4 separate regions of the Mus musculus genome follow, and regions 2, 3 and 4 are each linked to region 1. The links are chromatin contacts, called in public promoter capture Hi-C maps. All regions are on one chromosome and are shown on one strand. The core of a region is the stretch at or near the end of the contact, and the rest is flanking DNA. Distances in the headings are between cores, read along the strand shown. Region 1 holds the start of Khsrp (KH-type splicing regulatory protein). Region 2 holds the start of Zfp119b (zinc finger protein 119b). Region 3 holds the start of Stap2 (signal transducing adaptor family member 2). Region 4 overlaps Sh3gl1 (SH3-domain GRB2-like 1).

The links. Promoter capture Hi-C pulls out the DNA fragments that hold promoters and counts their contacts. Capture Hi-C pulls out chosen DNA fragments and counts their contacts.
Region 2: a promoter capture Hi-C map of embryonic stem cells shows a contact between it and region 1, with 2.7 times the contacts expected there. The contact joins the promoter of Zfp119b here to the promoter of Khsrp in region 1. A contact is called at or near these places in 2 of 39 promoter capture datasets (embryonic stem cells and erythroid cells) and 1 of 484 Hi-C or Micro-C datasets (uterus).
Region 3: a promoter capture Hi-C map of adipose tissue shows a contact between it and region 1. The contact joins the promoter of Stap2 here to the promoter of Khsrp in region 1. A contact is called at or near these places in 1 of 39 promoter capture datasets (liver), 1 of 484 Hi-C or Micro-C datasets (B cells), 2 of 115 datasets of contacts at active chromatin or transcription factors (embryonic hindbrain and embryonic stem cells) and 1 of 9 other capture datasets (adipose tissue).
Region 4: a contact with region 1 is called in a promoter capture Hi-C map of hippocampal neurons, with 3 times the contacts expected there. The contact joins the enhancer-like site here to the promoter of Khsrp in region 1. A contact is called at or near these places in 6 of 39 promoter capture datasets (cranial neural crest, embryonic stem cells, hippocampal neurons and 3 more), 2 of 484 Hi-C or Micro-C datasets (CD4 T cells and muscle stem cells), 3 of 115 datasets of contacts at active chromatin or transcription factors (embryonic hindbrain, embryonic stem cells and pancreatic cancer cells) and 3 of 9 other capture datasets (adipose tissue, liver and pancreatic islet).

What each region holds. Positions count from the first base shown.
Region 1 is chr17:57,030,040-57,033,203 of GRCm38.p6, reverse strand. Khsrp (KH-type splicing regulatory protein) reads left to right here and starts at 1,697. Exons shown (of 18, transcript NM_010613.3): 1 at 1,697-2,056. The coding sequence starts at 1,805. Slc25a41 (solute carrier family 25, member 41) reads left to right here. Exons shown (of 7, transcript NM_175333.3): 7 at 21-432. The coding sequence ends at 208.
Region 2 is chr17:55,943,675-55,946,838 of GRCm38.p6, reverse strand. Zfp119b (zinc finger protein 119b) reads left to right here and starts at 1,580. Exons shown (of 4, transcript NM_146249.4): 1 at 1,580-1,667. The coding sequence starts at 1,665.
Region 3 is chr17:56,006,668-56,009,831 of GRCm38.p6, reverse strand. It overlaps Stap2 (signal transducing adaptor family member 2), which reads left to right and starts at 1,696. Exons shown (of 14, transcript NM_145934.3): 1 at 1,696-2,415. Mpnd (MPN domain containing) reads right to left here and starts at 631. Exons shown (of 13, transcript NM_026530.5): 1 at 576-631; 2 at 246-502. The coding sequence starts at 582.
Region 4 is chr17:56,026,502-56,029,665 of GRCm38.p6, reverse strand. All of the region lies in intron 1 of Sh3gl1 (SH3-domain GRB2-like 1), which reads left to right. Among named protein-coding and RNA genes, the nearest start is that of Sh3gl1, 8.6 kb to the left of the region's middle. Within about 2 kb of position 1,590, at least 48 of the 459 cell types and tissues checked have an H3K27ac peak or open chromatin away from gene starts, as enhancers often do. A contact at or near this core is called in adipose tissue, hippocampal neurons, liver and 1 more, where this site is marked.

The sequences.
Region 1 (3,164 bases), core at 448-2,947:
TTGTCTATGTCTATCCCCAGACACTGTGGAGGGCTCCAACCCCACCATGCAGGGAGTCTTCAAGAGGATACTGAGCCAGCAGGGCTGGCCGGGGCTGTACAGAGGCATGACACCCACTTTACTGAAGGTGTTGCCAGCAGGCGGCATCAGCTACCTGGTGTATGAAGCCATGAAGAAAACCCTGGGTGTACAAGTCCTGAGCAGATGACCTGCCCTGAACAAGAAGAGAATGGAAGACCCAGTGTCCCTGAGTCTCAAAAAGCACTCCAAGGCTCAGGCTTTAAGGCCATTTTGGTTTGCAAAAACCACCCAGGACTCGGATTAGAAAAGCGCTGGGAGTCCTCCAATTGGGATTCTGAGTTGGGATTCCAGCCGGGTTTTTGCAGGCTTGTTCAAGAGAAGATGCAGACAATGAATAAAGATAGTTTTGGACGTCTGTGTCTGAGATTAGCTGGTTCTGGGTGGGAGCTGGGAGATGGGGTGTATCGTCTAGGGTGCTTGCCTAGCATTTATGAGATCCTAAGTTCAACCCCCACCCTGACGACTTGGGGATCAGGAGGACCTGAGATTTTGGGGTCCAGGCTAGGAGCTCTAGGGGTCTTGAACTCCGGTAAATGGACCTGGGACTTCTGGGCCCAGGGTGGCAACTGGAAGTTTGGACTCCTGTGGGAACTTGGGGTTCCTTCTTAGTCCAGGGTTGGGAGCAGGAGACTTGGACCCCTGTGGGGGGCCTGGGTCGAGGTTGGGAATAGGCTTGAAGTTTGAGGAGTTGGTGTCATGAGTCTTGGAAGTGAAGGTCCTTTGAGGGAAAATCTTCACCCAATTTCGGGCCACCACTCCCCCCACCCCCCAAGGCTTCGGGCAGGCCACGGGCAAGGCCTCCCCAAGCCAGGCTACTGGGGCGCTGACTTAAGGTCCTGCCCATAGTTCCGGCTGCTGAGCACTACCTCCCACGTCCTCTGCCACTCACTTCTGCTCCCACTAATCCGCTCCTGCCGCCTGGTAGCGGGTTCCACCCCAATGCAGATGCGCTTTCACTGGCTCTCAGCAAGCGGGCACTATTACTTCTGTTACTGCTATTTGTCCACAGAGGGGTCAATCATTGAACGCTTGCCCTTGTCGCTCAGCCATTGGCTCAGAAGTCAGAGGACAAGGATTCTGAGAAAAGTCACGTCCAAATCCAAGCGCATCCTCCAAAATGCTTCGGGGACTGGATCAAATGACTGCCAATCTTAGCAAGCACCGCCTCCTAAGTGTATTCATTAGCTGGTGTTGACGACTATCTTGCCGAGCGCCCGCCCAGCTCATCCCAGAGAATTTTCATAGGCTCCGCCCTCAAGGCCACGTGACTGATCAGAGCCGTCACTCTCATCCTAGAGCCGCCCCGAGAAGGTGGAACTCGCGCTTCATTGGGCCTCCTGACTTCTCGCGTGACTTCCAATTGCCCGCCCAGCGCCAGCAGCCCTGGGCTTATTGAGTCCTATCTTCGTCAGTCACACCGCGCCTCCCGCCCCCTGCATCTTCCGAAGCTCTGACTGGTCGCCCGGATTTACGGCCCACGATTGGCGGGCGTAGAGTGGTAGCCGTATACTACTGGCTGTTCCTCGGCGTCCGTCAAGCCGGTGGCGGGAGGAGGTGCCCCTCTTCCCCCTCCGCGACCCCCCCTCCCCGTCGCCTTCCCAGCCGCTGGCTTCCCATCGTGCTCCGCGGCCGTGTGGAGCGAGGCCTTGTTCCCGCGTTGAGCCGCCGCCGCCTCCGCCTCCTCAGCTTGAAGCCTCCGCACCAAGCCCGTCCCCGCCGCGCCATGTCGGACTACAACACCGGAGGTCCCCCGCCCGGCCCGCCGCCTCCCGCTGGCGGCGGAGGGGGAGCCGCGGGTGCGGGAGGAGGCCCTCCGCCGGGCCCGCCGGGCGCGGGAGACCGGGGCGGCGGAGGCCCTGGCGGCGGCGGCCCGGGTGGAGGAGGCGCGTCCGGGGGCCCCTCACAGCCTCCCGGTGGCGGCGGCCCTGGGATCCGCAAGGACGCCTTCGCCGACGCCGTGCAGCGGGCCCGCCAGGTGAGGGGGCCGCGAGGGCGCGTGCGCGCGCGCGGGGGAGGGGGCAGCGGCGCGCGCGGGGTCGCGGGAGGGTCACGTGGGCGGCGGGCTCGGGGCGGGGAGTCTGGGGCCGTCACGGTGTGAGGGTGACCCTCTGCGTGCGTGTAGTTAAGGGTGCGTTGAAGGGGGGATCTCCGAAAACTAGACTTTGCACTGGACGGTTTCTCTTGGGTACCAGGGCTTGCAGCCTTTGGGGTCCCTGAGACCCACCCCTGTACTTGCACCAGGTCTTCTCTATTAGGAGGGTTGCAGCTTTGGAGTTCCCACGATTTTTTTCCTGGGTGTACTAGAGGATTCCTCTAGGACCCATAAAGGTTGCAGTCTGGGACAGTGTCCCCAAGAGCCACCCCCCGAGCTTGCACCCGTTATTTCCATTCAAGATATAGGGTTTGCATTCTGAGGACCACTCTAAAGTCCAAGACTGTTTGTGATTTGGAGAGGTCTCCTAGTTTTCCAAAGGCCTGAGCTTGAATGTTATGAGGATGTCCCCAAGAATCACTCCTGGGTTTTCACTTAGGCACCCCCTTAGGACCCATGGGGTTCTAGAAACTGAGGCAGATCTGTAAGAGCAATTCCTGAGTTCATGAAGGATGGGGTCAGAGATGCTGTGAGACCCCTCTTTGAACCCTTGGAGTCTTAGGGTCCCCAAGGGCTTCTCAGGGTTTGTAAAGTTGCATCGCAGGATGGTAGGAGACCGCTATTCAGAGACCTGAGGGTTCAGAATATATTAGTTCCCAAGACGGAGTCCTAGGTTTGCACAGGGACTGAGCTTGGCCGTATACTTAGAAAGTGGGGGGGACCCATCTTAGCACACATTTGCACCCGCCCAGAAATTCAACTCCCTTTTAGAGGATCTTGCTTTACACACCATTACTCCTATTTTCAAGTCAAAACAGGTCCCCTGGCCCATTTCTGTACCTTCCCTAGGAAGGGATTTGGTAAGGGGTTGGGAGAGTTCTTTCTGATGAAGAGAGGACCGACCCTTTGTTAGAGAGCCTGGGCTTTGGGATGAGGTGGGGAAGGTGGACACGGGATCCTGCTTTTTACTGTTTGAATTCAAAAGTATTGT
Region 2 (3,164 bases), core at 331-2,830, 1.1 Mb after region 1:
TAGCTGTCATCTCCAATCTCTCCTACTCTTTCTTTCTCAGCACTAGCTGTCCATGAATTGATTCTTGGGTTCCTATTTTCATATGTGTTTTTGTTTAGGTTGGAGGTGGGTCTTTGGGGAGCTAGGCCTATCCAAGGCTTTCTCAGATGCCCCGATGAAAGCACCAAGGGATCATTGCTTTTGTGACCTCTCCAAGAGCAGACTTGGGAAGGTCTGGTCTGGTGCTTGGGCAAGCATCTTGAAGGAGTCAAAGGAACCACGGTCTTCAGTTATCAGTCTCATGGGTATCAGTCTCATGGCCAGTGTGTGCTCACTATGAGGTATCTATCCTGTGTCCTTCTAGCCAACATTGCTAAATTATCTTTCTGCTGACTGTCTCATTCTCCACCTATAGTGTATCAGAGCTGTATATCATCTGAAAAAACTTGCTTAACATGAGCCATCATGTTATGCAAGACATAGTGACCCCAAACTTTCTATTTTTGTCTTCTCCTCCCAGGTTCTCACCCTGGTCACCTCCCCTTTGGGGGCCAGAATAGTTGGTGTTTGGGTTCATAGACCAAGCTGGTTTAAACTTTTTTTTTTTTTGTGAGACAGGATTGCTTTGTGTATCCCTCCCTGGCTGTCCTGGAACTACTCTTTATACTAGGCTTAAACTTTTGATGTCCTGACTCCATTTCCCAAGTGCTGGCATGATGAGCCAGTGCAACCACTAAAGGCTGGGAATGTGTGTTTTGGCTACCAGTGTTTAACTGAGAGAAGTGTGAGCAATTTAGATGAGTCTTTTTAAAAAATGGTTGATGCCCGGTGAATATCAACCAGGAGGTTTAAATTTGACCTGGATAGTCTGGGTGCCCTTTTGGCTGTGAGGCAGGTGGATCACTCCACTTGAGGTTGTTTAGTGATCTGTGTATGCTAGAGACCTTGTGCCTAGATTAAATAGCCTCCTGGGTGCAGCAGAGCAGGGACGACTGCAGTCCTGCTGTTAGGAAACATTATATAGTAAGGTGAAGTAGCTTTGGCAGATCGAGCCGAAGTGTGTCCTGAGAAATTACGCCATGCATCTGGTGTAAAAAAACTTTATTGGGGGTGGGGGTTGGGGGACTGAGGTCCTGGGGAAGGGACAGAGGCAGAGAAGTGGACATGACAGACAGAGAGAGAAAGAAGCGCACACGGGGAACAGAGAGACGGCCTGCTGAGTAGGGAGAGAGCTCCGGTGGCTTAGGTGGATACATTCATCCTGAAACAGACCGGGCGCGCCTGGTGGCATCAGCAAATGATGGCATCTGATGACAGAAGTCTCTGCTAGGTCCCCGAGAGTAGGTTTGTGGACCTGCCTGTACGCTAACAGGCGCAAGTTCTGTGGCGATATGTCCCTGTCTCTCCGCGTCTGGGACAGTTCTGTGCCTGAGCGGAGACCAGGACTGGGAACCACTGTGCTGTGACACTTCACAGCCCTCGGTGTCTAGGGGAGCTGTCACTCATTCCTCACTAGCCAATCACGGCCGCATGGATCCGCTAGCCAGAATGGGGAGAGCACTTCCGTTCCCTAATACTAAAGGTTCGGGCTCGGGTCTGAGGGAGGCTCTTGTGGTTCTGTGTCCTGGTCTGCCACCCGCTGCCGGGAGCTGTGAGGAGAGCGGGGCGAGCTCGGTCTCCACGCCATGGTGAGCGGGGCCGCCGTCCCCACGCGGGGAGGAGCCGCGGGAGACTGTGTTGGGTTCCTCCCGGGGTGCGGGAACCGGCGGTCAGACTCGCCGCCCGGCGTGATTGCGTTTGTTCACCTGAGGTCCCTGCACCTCCGGAGCGGAAGCGCGACGTCTGACTTCGATCCCGGGCTGCGCCTGCGCAGAGTGTGGGGCGCGGGTCCTGGAGTGAAAACATCCTTGTTGCTGACGTCACCATGCAGTGAGCGCCTCAGCTGCTTTTCCTGTGTCCAGGGAAGGCAGATATGCTGACATGGAGAACCCTAGTTTCTCCGGTGTCTTCTACAAGTTCTGCACTTGGCACTTGATGTTCAGGAGTAGGATCCGTCCGCAGTTAGCTCTGTGCAGATGCAAAGTGTTTGCCATCGACACAGACTTGTAGATGCCTTGACCGTCCAGTAACGTGTGTTAGTAAGGCCAGGCTCACTGGGTTTCCTGGTCTCTTTCATCAACATTTACTCTATTTTACTTGTGTATTTTTTTTTTTTTCTGTCTAAGTTTGTTCTCATGTTCTGTTGATCTCTATTCTTTCCCAGGAAGTACTGTGCAGGCAGGTTTTTCCGGTTCCCTGAGAGAACTGGGTGGGGAGGGAAACAAGGGATAATACAGAGAAAAGATACATACTTAGATCTGAGTTTGGTCAGGCAGTGGTGGCGCACGCCTTTAATCCCAGCACTTGGGAGGCAGAGGCAGGTGGATTTCTGAGTTCGAGGCCAGCCTGGTCTACAGAGTGAGGTCCAGGACAGCCAGGGCTACACAGAGAATCCCTGTCTTGAAAAAGCCAAAACCAAACCAAACAAAAGAACAACAACAAACAGAAAAAACATAACAAAAAACCCCTGAGTTTGCAGGCCTCCAATTGTTTAATCTCTACTTAGACAAGGTAAGGAAGGTTATATTAAGAAAACCTGTATCCCAGCCAAAGGAGTTGTCTCTTCCCTATTTGGAAGAAATATTTTCTATCTTTTGTCTATCTGTCTGCTTATTTTTTTTTCTTGCTGTTTATATTTTCTTTCTTTATTGCAGCTGTTTGAGGTTTTGATGTCAGGTTATCGCTGTGTTTAGTATATGTCCAGTTTTGTGTGTTGATTATTTTTTTCATTCTTGGTTACTTATTTTCATCAGTTTCCTTTGGTATCAAAAATGGTGACACTTTTTATTGGGCATTTGTTGAATTTATAGCTCAAATTCTGCATTGTGATATTTTAGCATACTAGCCAAGATGGCAGCATACTACACAGTTGCTTTCTACTCAAGGTTAGGTCATTTCCTGCTAAGGTGAGGCCATCTTCCATCTTCTCAAAGGTTAAATGTAAAGTGCTACAGCCTTTTCCTTAGAAATACCCTTTTACGAGGTTGGCATAAACATAGAAGGAGATGGTACCTATGTCATGGTCTAGGCAGGTAGACCTCCCCACAGTTATGGAATAGAAGATAGATGTCCATGGCCTCAAGCAG
Region 3 (3,164 bases), core at 447-2,946, 1.0 Mb after region 1:
TTGGGCGATCATTTTAAATAACAGTACACAGTTTTGAAGCCATCATCTTCATAGAGAGCCTGGGAAGGAAGGCCTCATTTTACAGATGGGGAAGCCGCAATCACACAGATTGGTTGCCCGCGGACACACCCAGATGGCAGTGGTTATAGCTATGTGGCATTGTGATTAACACGGTTCCTCTGGGCTTCAGTTTCTCTTTATACGCTAGCAGTGGAGGACATGAACGGTCTCCGGGGGTCGCTCACCAGGTAGTAGATGGATAGCACCCCCTCACCGGGCTCCAGCAGCTCGTCTTTGAGCAGCACCCGAAGCGTGACCGCGCGCCTCGTGAGCGCGCCCCCTAGGGCCATCCCAGGCCCTGCCGTGCCGCCTCCGCTGCCACCGAGGCTGCCGCTGCGCCCTCCGCTACCCGTCCCGCGCTCGGGGTCCTCGGCCTCCGCGTCGTCCTCATCCTCCTCCGGCGCCTCCTCGGCCGTGGCCCCGGGAGACAGAGACTCGGGAGCTGCAGCGAAATAGCAACTGGCTGCAGAGGTCGCGTCCCGCTGCCCCGTCCCCGCCTGCGCGGACCATCCTACCTGCCATGGACGCTGTGTCCCGGCACAGCCTCCTCCGAGTGAACGGGCTCCTCCCCGCGCGGGGACACAGCAGTCTATTGGTTACTGAAAATGGGTGGGGAGGTTTGGCCCGCCGGGGGCGGAGGGGATACGGAGCGGTTGGGTTGTGCTTGCACTGGAGTTGGAGCGATCCGGTGCAATTTGGCGAAACTAAAGCTGGAGGTTGGGGGAGACCTGGAGAAGGAAACAGGCCCAGGACCTTCTCATTCAGGGACTAGAGATACCATACTCGAGGCCACCAGCTACTAGGTTGCAACTTTGATCCCTGAGCAGGAGTGGCTCAGCTTTCAGGAAAGAGATGGAAACCTTAGGTCTTGGGCCTGCCCACGCGCAGTTAAAGAAATGAGGGAAGACCTTGGGACACAAGGGAAACTGAAGCAGATGGTGAACTAGAGGGAAAAACAGACTCAGGACGCCGCCCCCCATCCCCTGCTCTCAGGGGGACTATACTCCCTTAGTGGGGCTGCATCCTGGAGCTCATGATTCCCTCAGCCTACAGCAGCGATGAAGGAAGCTGCTAGTGAGGCTAGTGCGCTAGCTAAAGGCAGAGCCCTTGATGGTTGGGAGCAGGGAAGAAACAGGTTTGTAAGAAATGTAGAGCCGCTTTAGGAAAGCAGCTGCGCGTTATAGCTGGATCGAAAGGTCTGAGCCTGGCCAGCTTTAGCCTTTCTAGGGTTAACTCAGCCCAATGGCAGTTCTCATCAGCCAATCACCAGGTGCCTCCAGCATCCAATCAGCGACAAGGGATGGTTCCCACTCAGCCAATCGGCGTTCACGTGTAATCAGCGAGCGGGAAGGGGCGGTGTTACTAGGCGCCCAAGGCCCTGGGCCTTTGTTCTCATCCTGATTTGTCCTTCATCACAGATTACCCCAACCCAGGGAGGTCTGAAAATCCGGGTGGCCTCAAACTGGGGAAAGAGGCAGGATGCTCTGGAAAGGTCTGAGTAATGAGAATCATTCTTTTTTTTTTTTAAGATTTGTTTATTTATTTATTATATGTAAGTACACTGTAGCTGTCCTCAGACACTCCAGAAGAGGGAGTCAGATCTCGTTATGGATGGTTGTGAGCCACCATGTGGTTGCTGGGATTTGAACTCCTGACCTTCGGAAGAACAGTCGGGTGCTCTTACCCACTGAGCCATCTCACCAGTCCGAGAACCACTCTTCCCTTAGCCCAGGCCACCAGACTTTGGGCTCCATAGTTTACCGCTTCCAAGTCCCGGCACAATATGCAGGTCTAACCATCTTGTAAACAGGCAAAGCCTTGAGAGAGGCTCCAAGTTCTGCTCACTGGACGTTTTCATCCTGTTTATCTTCCACCTCGATCCAAAAGGGACTTTTCTATGATGTAACTACTGCCACATCCTATCCTTGCGCTACAACAGTCCTTGGCTCCCGGCTAATTTTTCTTTTCCTTCCTTCCACTTGCAGTGATCCTCCTGCTCAGCCCCCTCCTGCTTACGTCATAGGCTTGCATCCCCACACCTAGCTCCCCTGTGGCCTTTGACACTTTGAAGCAACTACTGTGGCTTGACAATGTACAGAAACCTAAAGATAACATTGGTTGAAGATAAAGGAAGGTTGTGCCACTCACAGCCACTATCTGGGTCCCCATCTCCACCCTTTTACCTGTGTAAAGTCCAGGTGCCCTAGCTGGGAACTGAAGAAAATGAGTTCACAATCTGTTCTGCCTTTGCCTTTTGAAAATAGCATCTCGCAGGGCAGTGGTGGCCTGTGATCCTAGCACTTGGGAGGCAGAAGCCGGTGGATTTCTAAATTCAACGCCAGCCTGGTCTACAGAGTGAGTTCCAGGACAGCCAGGGCAATTCAGAGAAATCCTGTCTTGAACCTCCGCCACCCCCCACCCCCCCATCCCCAAAATAGCATCTCAGGCAGACCGCACTAGACTCAAGTTACTATGTAACTACGGCTGCTCCGGTCTCTTCCTCCCAAGTTCTGGGAAAACCCAAATGTACTACCACGCCTGGCCAAATTTACAATTACACACTGATCAATTGTACTGGAATTGACCTTAGAGCCTTGTCCTAGCCAGGAGCCAGGTACACTACCACCACAAGCCAGGCGCCCAGGCCCTCTCAAGACCGTTCTTAGTGGGGGGCCTGGGGGCGTGGTCAGGGCAGAACCTCAGCGCAGAATCACACTGGGAAGGGCTGTGTGTAACCGATAGAGCACTTACTCAGGTTGTGCAAAGGGCTTGAGTTGCTTCTACAGCGACAAGGGGAAAAAAAAAAAAAAAGTAGAAAGCTAAAGAAATAAACTGACTTGGTTTGCGGTTTGTTATAAAATTTCAAAGTACCAAAAGCAGTGAACGTCAGGCCTGCTGTCCCGCACCTGTCTGTCATTTCAGCACTTGAGAGGCTGAGGCAGTTAAAAATCAGCTTGGGGGGCTGGTGAGATGGCTCAGCGGTTAAGAGCACTGACTGTTCTTCCAGAGGTCCCGAGTTCAAATCCCAGCAACCACATGGTGGCTCACAACCATCTGTAATGAGATCTGAAGACAACTACAGTGTACTTACATATAATAGATAG
Region 4 (3,164 bases), core at 341-2,840, 1.0 Mb after region 1:
ACCTCCCATTCTGTCTGGGAGCCACTCCTCAGCACCCACCACTCCCACACCCTCATCCCCTATCCCAGCACTGAGTGTGACTCCAGTTGCCGTTCCCCAGCTTGCCCACCAGCACTCATATGGACCTGTGCAGGAGCTCAGGAGCCTCACCAGCTGCCTGTTCACTCCATAGCCTGACTACTCTTCACAGGAAGTGTTTTAGTTATTTCCTTTTCAGACAGTCTTACTCTAATCCATCCTAACTTGAATTCACAGTCCTATTCCAGCTTCCCAAGTCCTGAGGTCACAGCTGTTCACCACCATGTCTAGCCTAAAGCTCCATTTTAAATCTGCCTTTAATGGATTCTTCCAGGGTGTGACATAGTGGCAGAGCCCCTGCCCCCAAAGTCCCCAGTGAGGGGCTGGGGGCGTAGCCTAGGGGTAAAGCCCCCTCCCTGTATGGGCAGGGGCTCTGGCTCCATCACCATAACTCTGGAACAAAAGGTAGGAGGGGAGTCTTGGTGTTTTTGTGTGCCATGATTAGGTAAGTGGAGTTTCAGATACCCTAGGGAGAGAGTGAAGAGTAAATTCTCTGGTTCACAGTGGGTGTCCCAGTGTGGCAGGTTGGAGAACTGTGCAAAGCTCACTCATGCCCACCCAGGAGTTTCCCCTGGCCTTGTGTAACAGTAAAAGGATCATCATAGGAACAGTGTTGTCCCCACACCACCTCTGGGAGTCACCTGGCCCTTGGCAGTTTCATCTTAACTCCCTGGTGTCTAACACCACAGCTTCCCCATGGTCTCAGGGAAATTAGGGTTCTGCAGGTTTGAGACTGAGTCTGAAGACAACTGAAGACCTGAGGATTTGGAGTGAGGTTGTAGGGCCTGGAGGAAGGGTTGGCAGTCAGTGGCTTCTGCTGGCAACTGTCTTAAGGAGTGTCCAGACATCACCATGGCCAGCAGGAATCAACTGCAGTCCAGTCCTGCTGGCTGTCAGCAGGACAGTATGTGATGCCGCTGCTGCTAGGGCTCAGCCAGCTGTGAGTAGAGATGCTCTCTGAGGCCCTTGCAGAGAGGCTCCATTCCACCCTCTCCAGGGTAACAGGCTATGCCTGTGCTCATGCACACTAACAGCTAGCGCTGCCTCTGTTCTTCAGAGCCAGCAGAGTGGCAAGCTGTACTTGGCCCATGTACTCCAGGATTGTACGATACAGGGGCCACCTCCCTTCCTCAGTGTAAGGCACAAGCTGTTTCTGATGACATCTAGAATAAGTCCTGTTAGTTAGGGACCTTGAGATGGCATGGGGCACTGTCAGCAGGAGGTGGCAGATGATGACCCAGTTATCCATATGTGGTGGTTGGAAATCTGCTTTGTGAATGAGCTGTCTGTGAACTCAGATGCTGTCACCATTTCATCTGTCATTTGTCCTAGCAGAGGGGTACGATACCTCTAAGTCTCGCTGTTTTTGCAGTGGGGCAGTACATGGTCATCATGTGGCTGACCCTTGGGCAGGTGCCCTGGCTGAGAGCCCTGCCTGCTTGCTGTGACCATATCGGTATCTGTGATCCTAGCCTGGAAAATAACCAGGTTATTCCATCGGTGTGACCCTGTCCAGGCCCAGAGCCACTGTTGCTGTGTGTTTGAACCCTTGGGGAGGGTGATATTTCAGCCACCCTGTTGTGTTGCCCAAGCTGGCGAACCACAAAAAGCTTGGGAGGCTCCCAGGCCTATGGTCAGTCCTGTTCTCTGAGAACCAGGGCTGCTGGCCTAAGCATGGGTCCTGGCACTCAGGAGACAGAGGCAGGGGGATCACCATGAATCTGAAGCTAAGGCCATCACTTGAACTCTTGCCACTCAGCCTCTATACTTCCTAGCTCATCTGCCATCCCAGGGTCTGCACTCTCAACAGAGCTGGCACCTGGGCCTGTGTTCCTAGTGGGATCAAAGGCTGCCATGCTGCTTCTGGTCCCAGCTCCCCAAGCCTCTCACCAAGTGACCCCGCGGCCTCGAAGCTTCCACGCCTCCACACTCCCAGGCTTCAGTCAGTGCGTGTGCTTTTCAGGCTGATCCCTGAGTATGGTGCTCATGTGCACTTGTGTCCCAGGATGAGGAAATATAAGCCTCACAGGCCACAGAAGCTGAGCTCTGTCAGGATGCTGGTGTGCTGCTGTTGGCTGTGACTGAAGTAGTCCAGTGTCGTTCCAAATTAAGGGTCCTGCACTGGTGACTTGAGAGATGTGTTGAGTGGGACCTGGCCTCTGAAAGTCATCTTCACTCTGCTTTCAGTCACTGTAACAACATGCCTGGGAGGGGCAGTTTTGCCGAGAGAGGTTTGTTCTGGCTTAGTTAGGAGGTTTCAGTCTCTGTCATAGGCCTTTTTGCTTTAGGGATCCCACAGTTCCTAACGAGGGCACACTCATAGATCTAAGGACCAGGATCAGTATCTGGGCCTTTAGAGAATGGAAGCCAGTATTCTGAGCCCTTGCCCTTGTTACTGACTGAAGGCACTTCCTGTGCTGTGCAGACCCAACCTTCAGCTCTGTACACTTGTCCCCTGGGCACTGACAATAAATCACTGGTCACAGGCACTGCTGAATGTTCATTCAGGAAGCTGGCAATATGTCCAGGTTTATGCACAAAACACATTGACCAGGTTAACCCTGTGGGTGTCCTGCACTGCATAATCCTCATTAACTCCTTCCTGCAGTGCCTCTGGAGCTCACAGTGTCTAAGGGCATGGGTTGCAGGAAGGTAGGGCACCTCTGAGACTAATTTCATGTGCTCTCCTGAGGAACGTGTTGGCAGTTTTAATGGGACTATGTCCCATGCCGGGTTCCTCTTGCTCATCTGACAGGCCACTGGCATCCCTCTTGTCTGGCTATTTCCACACAGGTGCCCACTCCTCCCTCCCAGTCGGGCCTAGCACCTCCTATGACCTGCTGGTTGTGTTTGTGCTTAGGTCAATCATCTCTTTTCCCTCTTGAACCTTACAGACAAAAATAATAGTTATTGTAAGACCAGCAACACCTAGACAGGGTGGCTCTAACTAGCCAGTGTCTTGACAAGCACCCAAGCATCCCAAATATGTACAGTGCTGTCTAACTGACAAGGCCAGTAATGGGCAGCCTCTGTAGGAAGGTATGAGTGACTCACAGAGCACATGGCCACTGGAATTCAGATGTGGG